2 separate regions of the Pan troglodytes genome follow, and region 2 is linked to region 1. Evidence: chromatin contacts called from public Hi-C data. All regions are on one chromosome and are shown on one strand. The core of a region is the stretch at or near the end of the contact, and the rest is flanking DNA. Distances in the headings are between cores, read along the strand shown. Region 1 has its middle 110 kb from the start of RGS9. Region 2 holds the start of AXIN2 (axin 2).

The links. Hi-C and Micro-C count contacts between places; a contact is called where the count stands out from the background.
Region 2: a Hi-C map of stem cell-derived neural progenitor cells shows a contact between it and region 1, with 2.9 times the contacts expected there. The contact joins the promoter of AXIN2 here to the enhancer-like site in region 1. A contact is called at or near these places in 2 of 7 Hi-C or Micro-C datasets (induced pluripotent stem cells and stem cell-derived neural progenitor cells) and 1 of 1 datasets of contacts at active chromatin or transcription factors (stem cell-derived excitatory neurons).

The regions. Positions count from the first base shown.
Region 1 is chr19:78,232,133-78,234,832 of NHGRI_mPanTro3-v2.0_pri, forward strand. No RefSeq gene overlaps it. Among named protein-coding and RNA genes, the nearest start is that of RGS9, 110 kb to the left of the region's middle. Within about 2 kb of position 1,294, at least 8 of the 24 cell types and tissues checked have an H3K27ac peak or open chromatin away from gene starts, as enhancers often do. A contact at or near this core is called in stem cell-derived neural progenitor cells, where this site is marked.
Region 2 is chr19:78,548,945-78,551,644 of NHGRI_mPanTro3-v2.0_pri, forward strand. AXIN2 (axin 2) reads right to left here and starts at 1,347. Exons shown (of 10, transcript XM_054670595.1): 1 at 1,149-1,347.

The sequences.
Region 1 (2,700 bases), core at 44-2,543:
GGGGAGCACCACATTCTTCTAGAGGCCAAGAATGTTAGGGGCTCTGGTCCTCCTGCAAACTCCTAACCCTGGGAGGACAGAGATGATAAGGATGACCAGAGAGACTGCGGGGCATGAGCCTCCCTGCCTGTCCTCTGGTGTATCCTAGCCTGTGCCAGATGATTCAGCCTCAGTGGGGCTTTTGGTGCTTGTCTTGTGCCACCAGCATCAGTGGTCCCAGTGTAAAGCTTAACAGGAAATCAGAGAATCTGTTACATTTCACTTTGTATCTTTTTTTTTTTTGAAACTGGATCTCATTGGTTGCCCAGGCTGGAGTGCAGCGGTGTGATCAGGGTTCACTGCACTTAAACTCCTGGGCTCAGGTGATCCTTCCACCTCGGTCTCCAGTGTAGCTGAGAATATAGGCATGCACCACTATGCCACGCTAATTTTTTTTTTTTTTGGTAGAGACAGGATTTTTCCATGTTGCCCAGGCTGGTCTCAAACTCCTAGGCTCAAGCGATCTGACTGCCTTGGCCTCCCAAAAGTACTAGGATTACAGGTGTGAGCCACTGCACCAAGCCTGTATTATTTTATTTATTTATTTGTTTGTTTGTTTGTTTTTTGAGATGAAGTCTTACTCTGTCGCCCAGGCTGGAGTGCAGTGGCCCGATCTTGGCTCACTGCAAACTCCACCTCCCAGGTTCAAGCAATTCTCCTGCCTCAGCCTCCTGAGTACCTAGGATTACAGGTGCATGCCACCACACCTGGCTAATTTTTATATTTTTAGTAGAGACAGGGTTTCACCATGTTGGCCAGGCTGGTCTCGAACTCCTGACCTCAGTGATCCACCTGTCTCAGCCTGTCAAATTGCAGGGATTACAGGCATGAGCCACCACACCCACCCTGTATTATTTTAATATGTGATTTATCTTTCTGAAAGTTTGTGAAGTCATTGGGATTGGGGACTATGCAGTCCTCTTTGCATCCCTAGACATAGAAGAGCCTGTTCCTGGAAGGGACGGAAGTGGGAAACTGTTTTAGCCTCCTTGTTGGGGTTCTGCCCTTGAGGTTGCTGGTGCCCTCATGTCTTCCCCAGTAACACATTCTGTCCTGGAAACATAAGTGTGACATCCCACTCCCCTATGGAGTCAGGCTTCAGGATGTCAGTTACCAGGGCAGGTTGGCCTGACCCCAGAAAGTGACTCAGATTCCCCAGGCACACCCTTGTCCCTTGTTGTGGGAAGTCTCACCCCGGAGAGGCTGACTCCAGGGTTGTTGAAATAGAGCAGGCAGGTTCTGCCGATGAATGCTTAAAATTCATGTTGCCATGGTAGCATGGCATTAGGCCACCGGTGATCCTGCTGCACAAAGCTTTGATCTCAGAGAAGGCAGAGTTTCTTTTGCTCTCTAGCTGGTTCTAAGGGGACTGCCTTGGGACCAAGCTTTGGCTTTGCTCCTGGGCCTGGGGATTGTCCTAGAAGCAGAGAGCTGGGGACAGCAAGACAGAGAACAAGGCCCTCAGAAGTCAACTAAGCCCCGAGACTGTGATTCCAGTCGGAGGGAGTTGGCTGGAAACCCTAAGGGCAAGAGATCTGGGTCTGAAGAGAGAAGAGTCAGATAGATCTGTAATGAGGGGATGTGTATGCACTGCTTGACTTGAGAGAAAAGTGCAAATGAGATGGTCTGTGTGTGTTTTTAGTAGCAGAGCTAAGAAGAGGGTGGCTTATAAATGGGCTGGCTCAGCATGTCTCAGCATCGTTTGTAACTTACGCATTCATTCAACACCCATTGATTGAGGATATACTATGTTGGTGGTGCCGGAGGATGTGAATGGCTCACATGGCTTCAGTCCTTGAGGACTTTCCCAGCTGTCAGGGCATGAAAATGCACTAAAATAATACAAAGCAGGCTGGACATGGTGGTTCACACCTATAATCCCAGCACTTTGGGAGGCCAAGGTGGGAGGATCATCTGAGGTCAGGGGTTTGAGACCAGCCTGGCCAACATGGTGAAACCCTGTCTCTACTAAAACTACAAAAATTAGCCAGGTGTGGTGGCATGCACCTGTAGTCCCAGCTACTCGGGAGGCTGAGTCAGGAGAATCGCTCGAACCTGAGAGGTGGAGGTTACAGTGAGCTGAGATGGTACCACTGCACTCCAGCCTGGGTGACAGAGGGAGACTGTCTCAAAAAAGTAAAAAAATGATAAAAATAAAAAATAAAAAATAAAATAATGCAAAGCAGAATGTGATCAATTGTCTGGAGATGATGACATTTCAGAGGGAAAGAATCACCCCACCGGTGCAATCAGGGTGTCCTTAGATGAATTTGGGTTGGACCTCAAATGACAGAGAGAGAAACAGGAAGCATCTAGTTGGAGGGCAGGGCAAGAACAACAGTGTGGCGAGGGGATGGGGGCGAATGTGAGAACCACAAGGAGTTTGGTTCATTAAAAGGATGGAAGGAGATAATATTGTAAAGGTAGGTTGATCCCAGAGCTGAACTGAGTTTAGACTTAATTTGACAGGCCTTGGGGAGCCACAGGAGGATTTTGGGCCTGGCAGTGGCTGATTGGAGCTGCACTTTGAAAAAATGAATCTGGGTGCAGCTGTAGGATGGACTGAGAAGTAAAGCGGCTATAAGTTTTTGAAATCTCCATGGGGCTGAAGAGGTAAGGAGACTGTGTTAGGGTGACATGATGGCTCTGGGATGGAAAACG
Region 2 (2,700 bases), core at 97-2,596, 320 kb after region 1:
GCTGTGGGCCCCTTAGCGCGGACCCGCGGCAGGGAGGGGAAAAGGGGAGGGGGAAGAGAAGTAGGAGGAGAGGATGGGGCGGAGGAGAGGCGGGGGGCGGGGGAGGGCAAGCGGGGGGCGCCGCTACCCTTTCATCCCACCTCCCAAAGGCACTCCCGCGCGCACTCACACGCCGACTCACATCCATAACCGCGACAGCGACGCGACCCCCGGGGGGTATCTGCCCCCTCTCCGCCCCCGCCACTGCCGCCACTCGGATAAGTCTCCTCTCCGGGCCCCCCGCCAACCCGGTCCCCGCGCTGGGGAGGGGGCTCCGGCGCAGGGCGCGCAGGGCTGCCCGGCCAAGCCCCCCCGGAACGCTGGGCGCCGGGTCCGCCGCTCCCCTCCGCGCCGGCCCCTAGCGCGCCCCGAAATAGCCGGCCTGCCAACTTCAAAGGGCCGCCCCGCACATCAAAGCGCGCGGTCCGCCCGGCCGCCTCGGCCTCGGCACTCACCATTGATCCCCGCGCGCGCTCCGCGGCGAGACCTCGCAGGCGCCCCTGGCAGGGGCCCGGCCCCGGCCCCCGGCTCGGCTCGCGGCGGCAGCCCCGGGCCCCCCCGGGCCGGCCGCGGCGTCGGGGAACATGGGGAGTCGCGCGGCGGGGGAGGGGGTGCGGGAAACAACAATCCCGGGTTCAGAGCGAAAGCCACCGGCCGGGGAGGGGAACGGCGCGCCCCGCCGCCCCTTTTATGCAAAAGATCCGAGCGGGCCTCCGCCCCCGCCGCGGCCGCCCCCGGCCCCTGCGCCCCCGCCCGGCCCGGCTTTCAACACAGGTCCTGTTTCCAGCAGTCACTCGGCGCACCAAATGTCCTCCGGGCGCTTCCAACAAAAACTGCGCTGTGGATTTAACTGTGCACTTCAAAGGCGCGAGCCGAGCGCACGGTCCTGAAAGGGAGGTACGCGCCGGCCGCGCCCCGGGCCGCCCCCCGCAGCCCCGCCACCGCTCCGCAGGGCCGCCCCGCCCGCGCCCCTCTCCAGGCCCGGCCTCCGCCTGGCCGGGCCCCCTCCCGCCCCCCGCGCCCACGCCGCGGCTTGGCGCGACCTCGCCCCCTGTAACAGGGGGACTTTCTTTGAAGCGGCTCCGCTGGGGCCGAGCTTCCACCCCCACCTTTTACAGCAGGGCCTTCGGCGGGCGCCTCGGCCGCCGGGCGGCCCCGAAATCCATCGCTCTGAGGGGTTATTTTTATTTCCCGGCTCTCGGGCTGTTACTGAGTTGCCAGGACCTTATCAAAGCGCAGCCGGCTCCAGCCGACTCCCCCGGGCCAGGCTCGCGGAGCCAGTGATCCCGCCGCGCCAATCACAGCCGCGCTCGGCCGGCCCGCGCCGCCCGCCTTAAAGGGACAGCGCCCCGCGCCCGCCCCGCCCCGGCCCGCCCCCGCCGCACGCTCCGCTCCCGCGTTAACCCTTCCCCGGCCTCTCCTCCGCCCCCTGCCAGCCCCCCGCGGCCCCGAGGGCGTTCTCAGCCCGAGTTCTGATTTCTTCTTTCAAGTTCTCCGGCCTCTTTGCTCCCGCCTCCTCCCCCTGCCTGACCTCGCTCTCCCCGGCTCTGGAATGCAACAGTTTCTGGTAGCATTATGGCCATCAGAAGAACTGCAAGCAAGCAGATTTTTTTTTTCTATCATCAAACGCTTTTCTGCCTCTATTCAAGTTTCCCTGGGAATTTGGGCTTGGAGGACTTTATAAAGGGAGTTCCGGCCCTGGGGTTGGCTGGCCCGCTGTCATAGGGCGGAATCGGGCCCAGCCGCTGGAGGCGTGTGCATGCCTGTGCGCGCTTGTGCACGTGCATCTGAGTTCGGGTAAATATAGGACTGCAGTTGGTGGATGAATTGCGTTTGTGCATGTGTGAAAGTGGGGTGTGAATCCGCCAGTACCGCCAGTATAGGCCTGAGTGCTAACACCAGTTAGGAGGCATACCTCAGTGCCCTGAAGACCTAGGTCCAGCTTCCTAACCTGCTGGCCATAAGACCCTCATAGCGGCACACATTGGCCATCTCTCCCCAACAACTGCATACCCGTTACTCTTCCAAAGTCCCCTCTTCTGCCATATGTTACATATTAAACCGATAGGAATATCTTTTTTCCCACTCCAAACGACAAGGCATGCATGCCGTTTTAATGTATCGAAAACTCCTCACCCCATTGTCACCTTTGAATTTCTCCCACATTTGCCCAAAAACGTTTATAAGGCACACACAACCTTCTCTTCTCCGTTAAAATGAGAAAATATGTCACAAACCCAGAGCATTATGTATTTATTCTGCTGCTGCTATAGAATGATTCCTTATGTTATGAGCGAATAATTAACTTTTCTTCCTTTTAAAAAACAAAGGGTCGGGGACGGTGGCTCACGCCTGTAATCGCAGCATTTTGGGAGGCCCATGCTGGAGGATCATCTGAGGTCAGGAGTTCGAGACCAGCCTGCCCAACATGGCGAAACCCCGTCTCTACTAAAAATACAAAAATCAGCCGGGTGTGGTGGCACGTGCCTGTAGTCCCAGCTACTCGGGAGGCTGAGGCAGGAGAATCGCTTGAACCTAGGAGACGGGGGTGGGGGGGTTGCAGTGAGCCAAGATGGCACCACTGCACGCCAGGCTGGGTGACAAAGCGAGACTCCCTCAAAAAACACACACACACACACACATAAAGGTGTGAACCAAAGA